Regions from separate parts of the Hordeum vulgare genome. Here region 2 is linked to region 1. Evidence: chromatin contacts called from public Hi-C data. All regions are on one chromosome and are shown on one strand. The core of a region is the stretch at or near the end of the contact, and the rest is flanking DNA. Distances in the headings are between cores, read along the strand shown. Region 1 holds the start of LOC123403689 (ornithine carbamoyltransferase, chloroplastic). Region 2 holds the start of LOC123402947 (tubby-like F-box protein 5).

The links. A called contact is a pair of places that touch in the nucleus more often than the background predicts.
Region 2: a Hi-C map of leaf shows a contact between it and region 1, with 2.6 times the contacts expected there. The contact joins the promoter of LOC123402947 here to the promoter of LOC123403689 in region 1. A contact is called at or near these places in 2 of 6 Hi-C or Micro-C datasets (leaf and seedling).

The regions. Positions count from the first base shown.
Region 1 is chr6H:463,350,905-463,354,893 of MorexV3_pseudomolecules_assembly, forward strand. It overlaps LOC123403689 (ornithine carbamoyltransferase, chloroplastic), which reads left to right and starts at 1,866. Exons shown (of 5, transcript XM_045097601.1): 1 at 1,866-2,256; 2 at 3,086-3,420. The coding sequence starts at 2,064.
Region 2 is chr6H:463,922,185-463,926,737 of MorexV3_pseudomolecules_assembly, forward strand. It overlaps LOC123402947 (tubby-like F-box protein 5), which reads left to right and starts at 1,469. Exons shown (of 4, transcript XM_045096916.1): 1 at 1,469-2,535; 2 at 2,635-2,722; 3 at 3,570-3,702; 4 at 3,783-4,553. The coding sequence starts at 2,149. The coding sequence ends at 4,458.

The DNA.
Region 1 (3,989 bases), core at 616-3,115:
GCGGCTCAAGAAGCTCAGAAGGTCTGCGCCGGGGTATACATGGGCGTCACCACCAGCCAGCTCGACGAGCTCGCCGCCGAGACCGCCGCCACGCTCAGGGCCTCCCAGCCCGACTATGCCTCCGTACATTCCCTCTTTCGATTTGTTTCTCCCCTTCCGGTCTGTTCCGTTCCCCCCTCACGGCGCCCGTGTTCGTGTCTCCTGGCCTGACGTATGTGCGTGTGTGGTTCTTCTGCAGCTCGCGGCGAGGATTGTTGTGTCCAACCTGCCGCCAAGTGGAAATAGTGTGTGTGGTGCTCGTAAATAGAGAGCATTCTGGTAGAAAGGTACAGGAAAGAATAGGGAAACTTCTGTCATTTTCTTTGGTCTCTGAAAAATAAATGGTGATGTGGGCTGATAGCCTCATACATTACTAAATTACATGATACAAACTCACTTCTCTTTTTTGATTTTTTGTTTACTTCGTTGTGCTACAATGGCTCTCCTAGGAATGTTCTTGCATGCTTTGATGTGCACAATCCAGAAAGTGCATGCATCCACAAACCAAATAGGATTTTGTGTGTGTTATCTTCTTATAAATTTTGTGCTCGTCCAATAAGAATAAGGTTTGGTGGTATTATTTTTGTCTGTCATCCGGTGAATTTCAGATTTCAAGCTAGTTGTAGTTATTTCAGGTTGTATGTGCAAATCCTTGGTGTGACATGATTGGTAACTGACCATAAATACATTGCAGTCTGATGTCTAATTCTTGATTTATGTGGTACCATGGTCTAAAAATTGGTCCTAAAGATACATGGTGTTTTTGTACAAAATAGATACAGTTATTTTGGGACGGAGGGAGTATTAGATTATTTTATTTATTTTTAATTTGGTTCTAAAGATATAGTTTCAGAGTGATCATTTTGCAACAGCCAAGCTTGCCGTTGTTACAAATAATTGTTCTGTTGTCCTTAATTCACTTTCTCGGTTTTTTTACTGCCACAAGCATTATTGTTCCATTTTTTTAGTTACTGATCATGCCATTTTTCTATCTGCCTTTGTAGCTGAAAGATTAGTGAGACTGACTAAATTCTGAACATGTTCCATGTGAGAGAAATAGCATGTTGATTTCATCTTGAAATAATCATAGCTGGGGGTGAGGTTCGTAACTGAGGGTCATGTGGAGAGCTGGAGGAAGAAGTTGCGAGGCTTGGAACTCTTCTTGTGATGGACTCAGGGACAACAGTGAGGACAATGCCTCTTTAGTTGTAATTGTGATACTACTAATGTGCAAGTAAACACTCCTATGATACTCCTTATGCTAAAATGTTGGTTGTTAGTACAAAGGTGGTGACATTATTTGGTTCTCTGGTATTGATTTCATGATTTGTGGTTAATACATGGTATAATACAATCCACATTGCATTATATTTCCAGTTACTCAATACTAACATTCTTTTTAATTGGCTTCTTGCGCCATTGGCGCAACCGGGTCATCTAGTTACCTCTAATGTCGAGTGGGCTCCATGCAGGACAGTGTCCTATGAACGAGGCGACGGATGCTCGCGTGCGATCCTATCCTAAGTCAAGCGTTTTCACTAAAATATACGAGATCACATATAAAATGGACTAATTTTTCAGAACAAAATAATAAATACAAACCAATATGTGGTTGATATTTAAAAGGACAATGCTATTCCAAGCCCATCAATTTCAAGTCATAGACTTGACAGAGAGGTTCTCACATCCTTCTACGAAGGCTATGCTCACAAAGGCGAGCTGTGAGTGCGTAGGGATAATTGTACTGCATATGTATGAACGCGTGTCCGTATCGTGTTAAAAATACGTAATAATTCTTCTAAAAAATGCGAAAGGGCAAGTGTAACGAATTCTCTACATACGCCCCTCGCCGGATCCAGCTGGCCCGTCCATCCCGACCTTTCTCGAAGCCACGAGCCGCCGCACTCAGGCCGCCGCCCTAGCCGCCGCGCCGTCCACCTCCGCCGGATTCCAGTGGCAACCAGCCTCCGGTATCCCCTTTTTCCACCCTCCGTCGCCGACAGTCACTGAAGCATCTCCTTGCGATGGCTGCAGCGGCGATTTCCGGCGGCCACCTCGTCCTCTCCACCCCTACCTCCACCCGGCGCCCACAGTTGCTCCCCATCCATCCGCCTTCAGCGCGACCAATCGCCGCATCCTCCGCCTCCGCGGCCCGCCGCGGGGTCGCGGCCGCCGCAGTGTCCAGCCCTGCCGCGGTCCCCTCCACGGGGAAAGATGGTTAGGGTTTCTAAGCCTGCATTGAATTACTTTTGTTGATTATGGGACACATTAACTAGGGTCCTGGTGGGGTTATTGTATTTGTTCGAAATTGATTTTGACAAACAGGAAATGATCAGTTGTGACATGGTACCTGCCGTGAAACTTGAGTAGCTTCCAGGGCTCCCAATGTGGGCAGTTTCCAATCCTCTGCCAATGTCGATTCCTCAGGGACTAGTTAGCACAACCTCTGTCCGGAATCAACTGTCGCTGAAATGAGTGTATCCACACACTGAAACGTGTCAAGATACACCCATTTCAGCAACGGAGGGAGTAGTTGCTAGCAGCGCGCAAAGTTTGAAGTCTTAAATAGCTTTTGATATAAAATGAAGAGCCCCCTTATGATTGATCATCAGCTGTGTCAAAATTCTGGTGATCATTTTTATATGACACTGGATGAGAAATTATTTGTAATGAGAATCCACGCAGAGAGATCACACTATTCATATGGTGATCAAACAAGAAATGTACAGATTTTTCTGGTTGGACACTGCAAAACACAGACTGTGCTTTCCTTGTCCCCGTCATCACTGTTATGTTGTGCTCACCTACTTCGTTCCTCACCAGTGATCACCATTGAGCAATAGTTTTTCTTATGGTAAAGATGTTAGCTCTGAAATTCACTGGTTTGCTCATTAGCTTTTATCTTTTTTTTTTCCTTCCTGAAAGCATGTGAGTGACGGAAACTTAGTGTACATTTCAAAAGTTTTGTGCATCAGAGTAAACTTTTATTACTGAAGATGTAACAAAATTTTGCTAACTTTATTGACAACACTACATTTTCTTGCAGGCAAACAGGTTCCTAAGGATTTCCTCCATATCAATGATTTTGACAAAGATACAATCATGAAGATTCTTAACCGAGCAATTGAGGTTAAGGCAATGATAAAATCAGGAGACAGGAGCTTCCAACCGTTCAAAGGAAAGTCGATGGCAATGGTCTTTGCCAAGCCGTCAATGAGGACCCGTGTTTCATTTGAAACAGGATTCTTCTTGCTTGGTGGGCATGCCGTCTATTTAGGTCCTGATGATATCCAGATGGGCAAGCGTGAGGAGACCCGTGATGTTGCTCGTGTACTTTCTGGATATAATGACATCATTATGGCCAGGGTTTTTGCTCATCAGGTATGATCATTAGTTCTATGATTATGATTTGTAAAATTTCTATTGAGGTATGCCAGATTCTAAATAAAATTCCTGCATATTAAATCTTCCTGTTCCACAACGTGTAACGATTGCAATCTAGACATAACTATAACTTCTTATTTCTTTGGTGCTTAAGCAAAGTTAGATATCTACTCTGAAGCCATGAGCGGACAATAGAAGAAATATATATTTCGCAGGCTGAAACCTTTTAATATGAAGCATCAACCACGATAGAGTGTAGTTATAACTGAAAATGTAAGTTCTTTTCATTCTAGTTTGTGTAACCGCCAACCTGAAAATATTTGGATGGGTGGATTTGATGATCAAACAATATTGGCGTGGTAGTTTTTTCTGTTGTGCTTCTTCATTTATTTTTTACATGTCGTAATAAATTTAACATCTACACTAGTGTAACAAACACTCTTATATTATGGGACGGAGGGAGTAATAATTGATATTTGGATTGGCACTGAACTCACTTGCATACAATCCTGCTTTGTTGGCTTGCTTGTTATTGAGATACTTAATCTTAAGTTATTTGTATTCTG
Region 2 (4,553 bases), core at 219-2,718, 570 kb after region 1:
ACAAAACCACATGGACACACATGTGTAGCATCTCTTTTTGGTCTTTAGTTGGTACCAAAGCGACCTAATTTCAAGCATACGGATGTATTTATGTAAAGTACTACTCAGTGAAGGAAAATCAAAACAATAATGTCATACCACTTCCATCCCCATTAAGAAAAAATATATATCCTAATAAAGGCGTGTATGTCTCTTTTCCTCTTTCATGAAAGAACACCACCATAAGCAAAAGAAGTCGTGGTGTGTCCAAACTACCCCCATAACACGACACTACAAAATCAAAGCACAATAAATGCATGCAGAAAATCACAGAGTAAGAACAAAGCGAAAATCAATGTGATCTTTCCGTTATGCTCGCTCACCAATCAGAAAACAGGGGGATATTCGCTATTGAATTGCATGCCGCACATGCGATTGAGAAGAGTAGTTTCGGTGGACTCAAGGGCCCACAACACTGGAGTTTAAAGAGAGACTAATTTCCAATGGTAATTTCTTTTTGGCAGTTTTGATCTCTTTCCATTGCCCTTTGTCTTTTGTGCCGAGGATTTTCCGCTCTCCTTTCAAATACAGGGTGCATACATACTCCCTCCGCCCCATAATATAAGAGCGTAGTAAAAATGTTCTTATATTATGGGACGGAGGGAGTAGATGTCAAAGTGACACATCGATTTTTTCAGGGGTTGAAGCTATGAACCTTAAAATAGACCTTGACATTTCCTTCACCTACATAAAGAGACGTTGGAGCGAGTCATTTTGACAATTTGCTAGATTGGAGCTACGATCCCCCTAAGGCTGCTCATAGTGGAGATTAACATATAGTACTATCATGCATATGTTACTATTGTATGATAGTACCTTCATAGTGCATAGTATCATAAAGTAGTACGTATCATAGGTGATCTCATTTATTGACATGCATGACACATAGTAGCATAGCATTTAACATGTTACGGTATCTACCTATGTTACTATAATCCTCTCTCTCTTCTTTAATTACTTGCCACGTTACCATGTTTGCTAATCCCAAGACTATGTTACTAGCTATGATACCCCACTATGGCCAGCCTAAACCCCAAGACACCACCTTTTCGTTCCATCAACCGTTCATTGTATGCAGAGAGAAAGTCTTCGTAACACAAAAGTGCCTTTTAAGATGCTTTTAACCATGTAACTTGCTCTGCAACCACCTCACCTCACCTCACCTCACCAGAGCAGCCCAACCTCAAGACCAAAGCGTGAGTCCCACAGCGGCGTACACTCCATGTTGATGCATAGGATTCCCGTTGGGCAGCTGTGAGTTTTGGGGAGCCGCGAGGCGCGAGTAGTAGTAGCAGTACCTGCACACCTCGAAAGGTGAAAACTCAACGAGAGAGGAAAAAAGGAGCACCCCACAAAAAAGCCGTCCCCACCCTCCTTAAAAAACCCGCCTCCGTTCATTTTTTATTTCTCCGCGGCCCCTTTTATTATCCTCTCCCTAATACAAACCCACGCCCAAACTACACACACAGGGTTCACAGGAGCTGCAGCGAGCGGAGAGAGAGAGAGAGAGAGAGAGAGGGCGAGAGCGGAGGGAAAGAGGGAGAGGCTCCGTGGAGAAATCCTGAGCTCGGAGGAGGAAGGCAGGCGAGGGGGCGCTCCCTAATCTTGAGCTCTTTGGGGGGGGGGGGGGGGGAAGGAAGGAGCTCTTGGGGATCCAACGGAGGCGGGAATGAGGGAAACGGAGGGAGGGTTCTCGATCCGTTCTTGAGCCGATTCTTTTGATTTCCTGAGCCGCGGAAGCGGGGAAGCTTTGGATCTCGAGGCCACCCGAGCGTGAACCCTCGGTTTCTCCGGGCCCTCCTCGCTGCATTGCCTCCTCCCCAGATCCGGACTGCCGGGCGAGGAAGCGCCGGGTCCTCGCCCTCGCCGCCCACCTCAAATTCGCCCGGAAATTCCAGCTTCTTTAGCTGTCTCCGGAGCCCCGCGCTTCAGATCTTTCTCGAAATGTCCATTATTTTGGTTGGGTTGGACGCGGTGGTGGCGGCGACTACTTTATGAGCTGTCTCCTGCCATTTTTGGAGTAGATTCACCCGCAATGGCGGATCTTGCCATGGAGCTGTAAAGGGGGGCTCTTTCCGCGAGAGCGACAGCAGCTGGTCATAAGTTGCAATGTCTTTGAAGAGCATCGTGCGGGAGCTCAAGGAGATGAGGGACGGCATCGGGAGCATGTCCAGGCGCGGCGGCGTCTCCGACGGGCGCGCCGGCCACGGCCGCGGGGGGTCGCGGCATTCCTGGCCCAGCCTGTGGCCGGAGCCGCAGCCGCAGCCACAGCGGCCAGGCCAGGAGCCGCAGCAGCAGGGGCAGTGGGCGAACCTGCCGCCGGAGCTGCTGATCGACGTGATACAGAGGGTGGAGTCCAGCGAGGTGGCCTGGCCGGCGCGGCGCTATGTCGTGGCCTGCGCAGCCGTCTGCCGGACGTGGCGCGAGGTCACCAAGGATGTGGTGAAGACCCTCGAGGAGTGCAGCAGGATCACCTTCCCCATCTCCCTAAAGCAGGTATCTCCAGTCCCCCCACATCAATGCCTTCTTCCGCCATGATCTGTTTGCTCATCAAATGTGTGAGTCTGGATGCTTAACCTTGGTGGTTTGGCGCAGCCGGGGCCTCGTGATTGTCCCGTGCAGTGCTTTGTGAGGAGGGACAGGGCGACGTCCACCTATCTCCTCTACCTGGGGCTCAGCCCATGTAAGTCAATCTTGTCTGGTTGCTTCATCACATGGTTTATCGTTCCTTCTTGTTCTGGTACCATTGCATCAAGATGTATTGCTTCAGTCATACTTTTATGTTCTGGCACCACACGCAAGAATGCAATCGCAGAATAAGCGGTTTCCTTGTGAGTTAGTATGGCTGACCTATGCAAGGCGATTTGATGCATGATTTATTCCATTCAGTGGAATCTGTATCAGGTAATGCCCAGTTGTTTGTATCATAAAATTCCCCCTTTACATGCGAGATTCATATTAGAGTGCTCTCATGGACGGTTTGTGTATCATGCCTCTCTGTTCGAGTTTGTACTACTACGTTCCTTTGAAAAGAATCCTCAGAATAATGAATAACAATCAATCTAAGGGTTTCCCCACTACTGCAAGAGCTTTATTGATTGCTAGTCCTGAACTCCAAATTGTGAAGGGGGCTAACTGTAACTGGTTAACATTATTGTGGACACTGTAATTAGTTAAGTGAGGGTATACATATAGTAAAACTCCTTCCTTGATGCATCAAATTGGACCTGGGTCACTCATTGCTTAGCAAGTGTAGCAGGACTAGAAGCTGAACTCAACCGTTCATGCGGTGCATTAATTTTGACCAGAATAAGCTAGACATCATATGTGCAGTCCACAGCAAACCTTTTTTAGGATCAGTCCACATCAGACTTGGTAGGCAGTGGAGCAGGGTGCATTTAGAAAGATAGCTTGCACCACATCCTATTTTAAGATCAATTCATTTGCAGAGATTTAGACAGACACAAAAATCTACCAAAGCTCAAATATGCCCAACAATGTCACTGACTACTGTTCTGTATGTAATGCAGCTCTGCATGGGGAAAATGACAAGCTTTTGCTTGCAGCCCGCAAGATCAGACGTGCAGCTAGGACTTCTTTTGTGATATCGCTTATCTCTGATGATTTTTCTCATTCGAGCAGCACCTACGTTGGCAAACTGAAGTAAGCTTATTATTTTGTTGGCTCAGTTATATGCTTACTTTACTTTGCGTTTTTAACCACACGATCTTCTCCTGAATCAGACCAAACTTCCTTGGCACAAAGTTCACAATATTCGATAGCCAACCTCCTTGTGATGCTGCGGTGCTGCCTAACAACAAGCCAAGCAAAAGGCACTCGAAGCAAGTGTCACCAAGACTGCCGCTAGGCAATTACAATGTTGCTACCGTCTCATATGAGCTCACTGTCCTGCGCAACCGAGGACCAAGGAGAATGCAGTGCACCATGCACTCAATACCAGCCGTGTGCATTCAGGAAGGCGGCAAGGCCCCGACCCCTACTGGCATGGTACACTCACTCGACGAACAAGTGTCCACCTTATCAACCAGTAGTAAAGGAAAGGAACCGAACATCGAATTCTCCTCAACAAGCCTCACAGCTGATTTATCAGGACCGATCTCTACTAGCGAAGCACCTCTGCTTCTGAAGAATAAAGCTCCCCGCTGGCATGAGCAGCTGCAGTGCTGGTGCCTCAACTTCCGAGGGCGTGTCACCGTAGCATCGGTCAAGAACTTCCAGCTCGTCGCCTCGGTCGACCCCTCCCTTGGTGTCCCCGCGGCGGAGCAAGAGAAGGTGATCCTCCAGTTCGGGAAGATCGGGAAGGACATATTCACAATGGATTATAGGTACCCGTTGTCGGCGTTCCAGGCCTTTGCGATCTGCCTGACTAGCTTCGACACCAAACCGGCCTGCGAATGACCGAAGAAGGCGGCGTTAACCGGGCCAGCCAGCTTGAGACATTACCTGCCCCTTGGATGGTGTAAATTCTGATATCTTTGCTTCAATTCTCGGAC